Regions from separate parts of the Mus musculus genome. Here region 1 is linked to region 2. Evidence: chromatin contacts called from public capture Hi-C data. All regions are on one chromosome and are shown on one strand. Each heading gives the region's core, a stretch centred on a gene start, on an enhancer-like site or on the middle of the called end of the contact. The rest is flanking DNA. Distances are from core to core; before and after follow the strand shown. Region 1 overlaps Kalrn (kalirin, RhoGEF kinase). Region 2 has its middle 5.0 kb from the start of Osbpl11.

What was found. Capture Hi-C pulls out chosen DNA fragments and counts their contacts.
Region 1: a capture Hi-C map of embryonic stem cells shows a contact between it and region 2, with 2.1 times the contacts expected there. The contact joins two enhancer-like sites. A contact is called at or near these places in 3 of 39 promoter capture datasets (the 3T3-L1 cell line, hippocampal neurons and pre-B cells), 4 of 115 datasets of contacts at active chromatin or transcription factors (embryonic forebrain, embryonic midbrain, large pre-B cells and 1 more) and 2 of 9 other capture datasets (adipose tissue and embryonic stem cells).

What each region holds. Positions count from the first base shown.
Region 1 is chr16:33,978,609-33,983,594 of GRCm38.p6, forward strand. Kalrn (kalirin, RhoGEF kinase) reads right to left here. Exons shown (of 60, transcript NM_177357.3): 58 at 4,080-4,280. Among named protein-coding and RNA genes, the nearest start is that of Umps, 14 kb to the left of the region's middle. Within about 2 kb of position 1,558, at least 28 of the 459 cell types and tissues checked have an H3K27ac peak or open chromatin away from gene starts, as enhancers often do. A contact at or near this core is called in embryonic stem cells, where this site is marked.
Region 2 is chr16:33,177,351-33,182,754 of GRCm38.p6, forward strand. It overlaps a transcript of Osbpl11 not described here. Among named protein-coding and RNA genes, the nearest start is that of Osbpl11, 5.0 kb to the right of the region's middle. Within about 2 kb of position 1,546, at least 157 of the 459 cell types and tissues checked have an H3K27ac peak or open chromatin away from gene starts, as enhancers often do. A contact at or near this core is called in embryonic stem cells, where this site is marked.

The DNA.
Region 1 (4,986 bases), core at 308-2,807, 800 kb after region 2:
TAAACTCTCTTCTATATGTGGCCTTGACCATGGTGTCTCATCACAGAAAGAAAGAAGTAACACACGGTGCTGAATAAACAGTAGCTATTTCTAGGCTTCCTATGCCCTTTTGTAACAAGTGATCAAACCTTTAATGTGAAGTGGGTCATTTGAGATACGTCTCAGGAAATGCCCATGTCAAGGAGTGTGATCCAGTACAGGAATAACTTCCAACCATAGCTGAAACCTGCATAGCTGACTTCATTTTCTCCCCTAATTTGTTCCTTGCTACGGGATCCTTCTATTTTATTGATAAGTGGAAAAGGATGGAGCCCCTGGAAGGCTCCCTACCTCCCTCTGGTCTTCTAGTATGAGGCAAGAGAGGAAAGATCAGAGAGGAGTGGTACTGTGCTCATCACAAGGAACTCTCAGAGATACTTGGAACAAATGAGGGGGACAGTTACAGCAACACTGCTCCAAGCCAGAAAAGATCAGCCACCCCACCTTCCTTAGAGCTGTTCTCTAGCCTGCATCCATCTGAGACTAGGGAATGGGAATCTTGATTTTCTGGTCCAGGAGGGTTGCACCAGTTATCCCTATTGACCACTACAGGCAGAGCAAGATTGAGCACGTGATTCTAGTCAGGCCTTGCTTCCCACACGTCTTCCCTGAAGATCACATCCAACAAAGAACAGTTCTATGTTCTCACAGCCCTGAGTAATACATGGTCTCTAGTATTTCCACGCCATATTTAAAGCATTATTTATCTCTTGGTTCTAACTGTTGGACTTGTGGCCCCTAAGGATAAGAGCTGTACCTTTCTTTCTGTGCCTGGTCCTACAGCAAACTTATATGTCAGGGCAGATTGTGAGGAGAAAGGGAGGGGATGCCAACCCAGTGTGGTCTTGGTGAGGACAGAGTGACATGGTTCCTGAGCCTTGGACAGGATCCTGGTGTGAGCCTCCATGAGTGTCAATGGCTGCTGTGGGTGTAAGGCTTGTTTGTGTAATAATGTACTAGCAGTTGAAGACTCTTTCCTTCCAAGGAATATCCTCCCTGATAATATTAATGACTTCATGATAATTAAAAACAGCACATCCAGAAATTGAGGGTGTGGCTAAGTCTCAGCAAAATGGTAAACACTGGGACCTTCAGGACAGGCCTTAAGGCTATGGGAAAGAGCTCTAAGTACATGAAATCAAATATATATAATTTCTCAACTATGTAAAAATGTAACTATGCAATATGAATTATAAGGGGTTCACAATCTAAGGGAGCGTGGGCAGCTGCATTAATGAGCCAGTTTGTCAGAAAGAGTCAAAGGCAGGCAGATTCCTGAGTCCAAGGTCATTCTGGGACACGGAAAGTCCAGGCCCTAGTGTGGTAGAATTGGTCATTTCAGGGAGGGGTCCCACCCAACTACTTTCTCATCTGTGCTTAACAAAGGCAGGCAGGTCTCTGAATTCTTTTGCAATGTTAAGGAAAATGTATGCTTGCTGTCTCCTAGGAAACAAAGGTCTGGGGTCACTGGAATGCTGACTCATAGGATAATCAAAAGGAAACCTAAAGTAAATGCCTGAATTGATCTGTAAACAAAAAGACAGGCCTTTGGTCCTCTTGGTCTGTATGAGATGAGGTAGGCAGAGTGTGACAGAAGTGCTTTAGAATTTTCTCTCTCAAGGGCTGAGCTGTCCGAAATCTCTGGAGAGCAAAAACAGCTCTTCAACAATTTTTTTTCTAACAGGATTTCTGACTTGGATGAAAGATCCAATAATTTTTTTTATAGCAGCTTTTCTGACTTTGGTTAGAAAATTTATGAACTATCTCGGTTTCTTGTAGAATTTCTACTAGCAGAGAGAGCTGTCTCAACCAGAAAAATTTTTTAAAAAAGGAAGACAATGCTGAAAACACACACACACACACACACACACACACACACACACGCAAACACACACACACACACACACACACACGCACACACACACGCACACACACGCACACACATACACACACGCACACACACACATACACACACACACACACACACACACACAGCAATCTGAAAAGCCATTTCAACAGAACCTAGGTGGCCAGCTTGGACCCACAATTTGACTTCTGTAGGGGAGGTTCTGATGCTAAGGTCCTGTTCACCAACTGGTTCTTGATCTGTCAATAAAGAATGCCATGAGACAATTGCTGGTCAGAAGATACATGTGGGACTTCTAGGTTCTGGGAGGCAAGCAGGATGATGCAAGGAAGGAGAGAGGGAGTTCGCCATGCTTTGGAGAGAGAAGAACCAGGCAACCATGATGTGAGGTCTGAGGAGGAGTCATGGGCTGTTGCCACTCCTATAGGTGGATGGTTAGAGATGTTTATCAGGGACTAGATGCAACTGACCAACTAAAGATAGGGTAGTGGGAAGTTTTGAGCTAAGGGCATGTTTTTCCAGGTAAGAAATAGTAGCACCCAGCAATTGTGCCAAGAAGGCAAGCTGAAAATGAACAACTCTGTGTGTGTGTGTGTGTGTGTGTGTGTATCTTCTATCCTTTGATTCAAAGAAAGCTGGGAGGGGATTGGTAGCACAGCCTGTTCCCAGAGCTTAGGCAGGATAGCAAAAAGCTACACACAACACACTTTAAGTTGTTTGTTTTCACAGCTCCCAGACACCCCTTCTCTCAGAACTCCTCTTCCAAACTGAGACTGGTCCTTTGCGGAGGGTGGGATGAGGGATGTGAAGAGGTAAGGTGAGTGGGAAGGACTGGGAGGAGAGGAGGGAGAAGGAGTTTTGATTGGGATGTAAAGTAAATAAGCAAATTAATTAATGAAAAAAGCTGTATCTTTCTATGTTTGATATCTAGATAATCTGACATTCCAGAGATGTCTTGGATAGAAAATTCTAGGTAGTAGTTTGGGGGTGCTATGGCTATAGATTGATAGATAAACTTCTCTCATTCCAACTCCACTCTTGTCAATCAGTCAACCACCAGGAAAGTCTTCTTAAATGAGTCAAGCCTGAGAGTACATAATAGGAAGAAAATGAAAATAAGTGTAAGAAATACAGATTATAGCTAGGGAAGAGAAATACGTTCTGGTGATCTAGTTTATAATATGGTGACTGTTGGTATCAGGACCTCTGAAACCTGTGACATCACATAGGCAACAGTGCAATCTACACACCTGTTGCCAAGACAATGGCCACCATATTCCCAGAATCCATTGGGCTCACCTCCCACCTTTACCTGTGACCACGTTACCATCCATATATATAAGAGGAACAACCCCCCCTGTCTTTCTCTCTTCCCTCTTCTCTTTTCACCACCACCTTCCTTGCCCCTCTCTCTCCCAATAAACTTCTTACACATGGAACTGCTTTGGCCTGGTATGCTGTGTTCAGATATTCTAACACATCAGAGACCAGAGTTAACAATATGAACTGTTAATATATTTCAAATAGCTTGAGAAGAGGAATTTAAAAAAAAATGTTTTCCTTACAAAGAAACAACCTACGCAAATATCCAGGTTTGATGATTACACAGTTTATCCATGCAATGAAACACTGTAACCATAAATATAAAACATGAAATAAAGCTTAGAAAAGCTAGGAAAAGTGGATGAGAAGACATGGTTTCAAGATCCACTGTATGGATCCAATAAAAGGAGGGATTCTTCACCCATACTTTCACAGAGCTCGCTTTAAAAACCTTCTCCATGGGCTGGTGAGATGGCTCAGTGGGTAAGAGCACCCGACTGCTCTTCTGAAGGTCCGGAGTTCAAATCCCAGCAACCACATGGTGGCTCACAACCATCTGTAACAAGATCTGACTCCCTCTTCTGGAGTGTCTGAAGAGAGCTACAATGTACTTACATATAATAAATAAATAAATCTTTAAAAAAAAAAACCTTCTCCACTCTTGATTTCTCTAGTCTTCAGAATGAGAGCTACATTAATATAAAGCTGGAGGTGAAAGAAAACACGGTCCACGGCACACTTTATAAACCCATACAGCACAGAACAAAATGAGACTCTTGTCTGTTAATTGTGGGCAATGGGGAACCCAAGCAGGTGAGGACCACACTAGAGATGCTACCTCTGTACTCACAGTTCCAAAATCAGGATGTAGGATGTGGGGGACTCGTAGGTGTCATGGAGCGTGACATACTGAGGGTGCTGCAGGTGCTGGAGCAGGGCGGCCTCGTGAGCAGCCTGCTCCTTCTTCTTCATTTTTTTGCTCACAAATTTCACAGCAACATCTTTGCGGGTAGCTTTGTGAATGCATTTCTTTACAATAGAGAAACGGCCTCTGCAAGACAAAGTGGGAAAGGGTTTCCAAGATTTATCCCATCAGTCAGCAGGGCATCATTTACCAGAATATGGTAGGGTGTGTGCGTGTGCGCACATCCCAGATGCATCCCTGAAACAGGAACATCTGACAGGTTGAGTTCCCTAATTCAAAAATCGAAAATCCAAAATGCTCTAAGATCTGACACCCTTTGTGTGCAGACATGAAATTAATGTGGAAAGTTCCACGGCTGGCCTCACATGGTGAGTGACAAAGTACCGGTACACTAGCTACATCACTTGAAGACACCCTCAGGCAAAGGAGTACAAAAAATATAGGTGACTGTCGTTTTTAGACTTGGGTCCCAGACTCAAGACATCTCTTTGTGGACATGTACATAGTTCCTAAAATCCTTTGTGCAAAAACACTTCTGGTCCCAAGCATTTTGAAGAAGAGAGATCAAGCAATATTAGAAATCTTTCTGGGGCTGGAGTGATGGCTCAGAGGCTAAAGGTTCTGGCTGCTCTTCCAGAGGTCAGGGCTTACAGTCTCAGCATCCACAAGGCTGCTCACAGCCTTCTTTACTTCCAGTTCCAAGGTATCTGATGCCCTCTTCCTCTCCAGACACATATGTGGTGCATATACATAAGTGCAGGCACTTAACCGTGTTCATAAAAATAAATAAATTTGAAAAAAAAGAGAGAGAGAAATATTTCCTCCTGAGCCT
Region 2 (5,404 bases), core at 296-2,795:
GCAGGTTTTGGAATCCCAGATGAGGACAGCAGCATCTTGTCATGGCTCTGAGGGCCTCGGCTGCCACTCACTCTTGTTTGTTTGTTTGTTTTGATGCAATAGCTCACTTTGTAGCTCAGGCTGGCCTCAAACTAACGTGTGTTGGGATCACAGGCTTTAGACACCATACCTGGTGTACTGGCTGCTTTTGTGTGTCAACTTAACATATTAGAATCACCGGAGAGGAAGAAGCCTCAGTTAAGAAAATGCCTCCGTGAGAAAGATCCAGCTGTAGAGTATTTTCTTAACTACTGATTGATGTAGGGGGAGGGCCCAGCCCATTGTGGGTGGTGCCATCCCCGAGCTGGTGATCCTGGGTTCCATAAGAAAGCAGGCTGAGCAAGCCATGGGGAGCAAGCCAGTGACCGAGCCCTTCCATGGCCTCTGCATCAGCTCCTGCCTCCAGGATCCTGCTCTTCTTGAGTTCCTGTCATGACTTCCTCCAATGATCTGGAAGTATAAGCCAAATAAACCCTTTCTTCTCTAACTTCCTTTTTGGTTATGGCGTTTTGTCACAGCAATAAAACGCTGACTAAGACACCTGGCCTGCAGGGACTTTGTAGGCTCAGTTTTCTTTCTCTTTTGTGAAGTCTTGCCTATTAAATTCTCTAAGCGTTACACAATAATAAAACCACTTTCACTTTGATTTTTATTAAAAACATTTTAAATAAATATATTTATTAAATTATCTTAAAGAAAATATGTTTATTAAAATATTTTAATAAAAATATTTTTAAAAATAAAATGTTTCAAATATATCTAATCACTGCAAGAAAGTTTTAAAATCAGTAGCCACCAATTATCCTGTAGAGAACAAATGAAAAGGCCCGCCCTATTTGCTTTCTGTGAGCTGGTGAGCTCTCTTCACAGGGATCTGGGCACACATCTTCCTAAGTAAACCAACCCTCTCCGGCCATCTGACTCACTTCATGGGAACAACTTCTAATGCTGTGTTGGAGGCTGTGCCGCAAGTGTGCCCAGAATTCCTCCCCACCCTGCCCTGAACTTCACACTAATGGGCATCAGTTGCTTTTCCCGTCTTTGCTTTCCCAAGGTAACCCTTGGCATTTGACACTTACCCATAGAAGTCATGTGACTTCAGGCTTGGTTGTTTGTGTGGGCTTCTGTGAGCAAAATACTATCTGTACCACTAGCCAAAAGAATCTAAAAATAGACCAGAGACCCGTCTCTCAAAGGGCTTTGTTCCCCTTTTCTAATACAGCTTTGAAAAGCTAATGTTGCTGACTACTGGGTGTGTAGTGCCGTATTTTTAGGTTGACCAGCATCCAGCACAAAGGCGTTGGGACAGGGAGGAGGAAGACACTGCAAGAGAACATCTCATTTTACCCAAATGGGAGCATGGCGGCAGCTCCTCTTCAATCCCTCACTTTCCTTTCTCCTCCCAAACACAAGCACCAGCCGCCTCTGTTTCTTTAACTCCCACGAGGACTACAAACTCTGAGCTTGGCAGAGGTTCTTTCAGGGCAAAGCTGTTCTCTTGGAGCCCGGCAGCAGAATCATCCCTTCCGGGCTGGGAAATTGCTAAGGAGTTTCTGCCCACATGGGCAGGGAGGGGTAGAACGTGGGCTCGGGATGAATCGCAGTTGTTTTACTAAGGGAGTACATTGTAGTGAATGTGAACGTGATGTTCCCTCCCTCGATCCTTTTTCAGATTACTGTCCCCGCTCCCCGCCCCACCACGATACCGCCTTGCGTTTATGAGATCCGTATTGCTTCCCAAAGCCTTTATGCCTGCCTTTCAGCCAGTTTCTCTGTAGCTTTTCTTCATCTTCACCCCAGGTTTCATGCTATCATAGTTTAAAGCTCAGAGAGAAAGCAGGTGTTCTTATGCTACAAGGAAACAAGCCATCCTTCCATCCCTGCTCCGAGCATCTCAGCTGGAAGAAAAGGTAGATACATCATACTACGTCGTGTGTTTTAAGAAAGATTTTATTTTTATGTGTGTCTATGCTGGTCAGATTTGTGTGTGGGTGTCAACTTGACACAAACTAGAGTCACATAGGAGGAGGGCGCCTCAAATGAGTAAATGTTTCCTGTAGGTAAGTCTATGAAGGCATTTTCTTTTTTTTTTTTTTTTTTTTTTGGTTTTTCGAGACAGGGTTTCTCTGTATAGCCCTGGCTGTCCTGGAGCTCAGTTTGTAGACCAGGCTGGCCTCGAACTCAGAAATCCGCCTGCCTCTGCCTCCCGAGTGCTGGGATTAAAGGCGAGCGCCACCACGCCCGGCTTAAAGGCATTTTCTTAATTAGTGATTAATTAGTGATTCCTGCGGGGGAAGGCCCACTGTGGGTGGTGTCATCCCCTGGGCAGGTGATCCTGGGGTATATTAGCAAGCTATGAGGAGCCAGCCAGTAAGAAGCATTCCTCCAGGGCCTCTGCTTCAGTGCCTTTACTTCCTAGCCTGGCTCTCCTCAGTGATGGAGGATGTGTAGGCGAAATAACTCTTTCCACTCCAGGCTGCTTTTGATCATGATTCATCACAGCAGTAGGGAGCAAAGTAACATACTGTCTGTGTAAATGCATGCCAGGGTGCCCCGAGAGACCAGAAATGGGTGTTGGTCACCCTGAAGCTGGAGTTTCAGGCAGTTATGGGCATCTGATCTTGTGTGTCGGGAAAGGAACTCAGCTACTCAGCACTCCTCCCCATGGAAGCATCTTCCCTAACCCCTGTACTAAGCACTTTGTACAAGCCTTCCTAGTCTCAGAAGAGGAAACTGAGAAACTTGCCAAAATAGTTTGCTCAGATCACATGCAGTGCCACGAAGTTTGCAGCCTAAGGCCAAAGTACATAGTGTGTTTGTTTGTTTGTTTCCCTTTTGGTGTTGAGATTGAATTCAAGGCTTCACATAGGCTAGGCAAGCACATAATATGTGATGCCATGAAGAGAATGAAAAGGTTGGAGGCATAGCTCAGTGGTACAGCACTTGACTTGCTTGCACAGGCTCTAGTCTCAGTCTCCAGTCCTATAAACATACACATGCCATAAACATACACACACACACTTACATGAGTGTGCACACAGATACACATACATGTGTACACACATACTCATCATTGGTGAAAAAAAAAACCTAAACAAATCAAGGCCATAGATAGAACAATTTAAGAATGTATGCTTTATGAAGAATGGCAAGGGAAGGGGCCAGAGGGAGGTTCTGAGGACCTGAATTCCATCCCCAGAACCCGCATGGTGGAAGAAGAAATGACTCCTGGGAATTGTCTCCTCTCTCTCTCTCTCTCTGAATGAATAAATATTTTATAATAATAATAAAGAGTGGCTGGGGAAGCCTGTAAGGAGAGAATGGTGACCTAGAAGCTGAGGTGACTGTCCCTGCACACTCACCAACTGCACATGCTGGTGACTCCACATAATATTATTAGGATTCTGCACCTACAGAGACATACAGATGGGTCTAGTTGTAAAGTCAGAATGTGGCTAGAAAAAAAAAACTACATTTCATTTGGGGGACAAAAGTGGCCTTTAAAAAAAAAAAAGGTTTTGGTGTGCTGACCTGCAGAGATACAGGATGTGGCTGGATGGTTCAAACAGCAGGAACGGCTTTTCTCACAGCTTGGGAGGGTGAAAGTCCAGGACGAAGGCACAGTGTGTGTGCTTTCTGGTGTGGGCCCTTTTGCTAGCATACGTAACTGTTTTCTTCCAGCATCCTCAGATGGGAGATCTAGCTTTCTCAGTCTCTTCCTACACAGTAACTCCTAAGACAAGGACAACTGTCTACACTAATCCACACCACCTGATTTAACTGTAATCATCTTTTGGAGGTCCTGCTTCCAAACACCATCTCACGGAAGGGAGAGTTAGGGCTTCAACAATCTGTGGGAATGAAGACACAGTTCAGTCCTCCACAGAGATGTTGTTACTACTTGACAGATGAGGGAAAACAGATCCAGAGAGGTTTATTGGGTCCCTTGCCTAAAGTCACATGGGCAGAGCTCATGTCAGTTTTACCTCTTGAAGCCACTCTGAAGCTTCTCCCACAGAAGAGGAGATCTACTGGCCAGCAGGATTGCTATGGAAGGCACCCCAACCTCCCAGCATCCGGCGTCCCACTGAAGGTTTCAGAAAAGTGCATTCATCTTCTTTATTCAAATCATGGCTTCCCCTCTCCTTGGACACTGAGTGAAGGTCAGATTTAGACCCTAATACACAATAACAAGCAAAAACAAATATCTAGCTGGGCCTGGTGATGCAGGCTGTAATCCCAGCTATGGGGGAATGCCGAGATCAGAAATCACAAGTTCAAGGTTAGCTTTGACAACTTAAGACCCCCAAGGTAAAATAAAAAGAAAAACAGGGCTGAGGGTATAGCCCAGTTGTAAAGCACTTGCTTAGCATGTCTGAGGTCCTGTGCTAGATCCCTAGTATCACAGCACAACAACAACAACAACAACAACAACAACAACAACAACAACAACAAAAGCCCAAATCCATGCAAACAGTTTCTCTCGTTCTGATTCCACAAGGGTCTCTCATTATAACTTATCCTGGTGAGCTTCTTACACAAAACAAAGTAGTGACATTCAAATTGCATTCTTTTAGCCTGGCACTGGCTTTCCCAGTAACTGCATTCCATGGTGGGTCTGGCTACCTGCGGTCATTCTCTGACTCTTGCCACAACAGTCCATGTTACCCTCATGTCAACCCTGGGTTGACGTATTCCTCATCACACCTGCTATGACTCCACTATCATTTATGACCTACTTTTGTATAATTATCTGCTATTAATAACCAGTCTCCCTTTCTCTTTCATTAAAATCAACTCTCTATACACACTTCGAGTTTATTTTCTAACAAACATGGTCCCATGTATCCTGGTCTCGCCTCAGACTCATTATGTGACTGAGGGTAACCTTGAACTTTCGGTTCTCTTGTCTCCACCTCCCAAGTGCTGGCTTTACAGGGGTGCCACTATGCCTCGTTTTTGTGGCGCTAAGGGTAGGTACACTGTAGCTGCCTTTAGACACACCAGAAGAGGGCATCAGATCTTATTACAGATGGTTGTGAGCCACCATGTGGTTGCTGGGATTTGAACTCAGGACCTTCAGAAGAACAGTCAGTGCTCTTACCCTCTGGGTCAATCTCTCCAGCCCACTTAAAACTCTTAATCAGCTCACAGGCCCCTCCCAGTTAAAAATCTCCATGACATTCTACTGGTTAGACCTGCTGCTTGAAGACCCGGTCAGTCTAAGAGGCCAGATATGGTAGGTAGCCTTGGGAAAGTCGGGCCATGCTCCCCTAAAGTCTGTCCTTGAGACAAAAAATTGACAGGTTTCAGCTACGGCTGGAAAACAAATCATGTTTTTCTCCCTGGAAACTGAAAAAAAAAA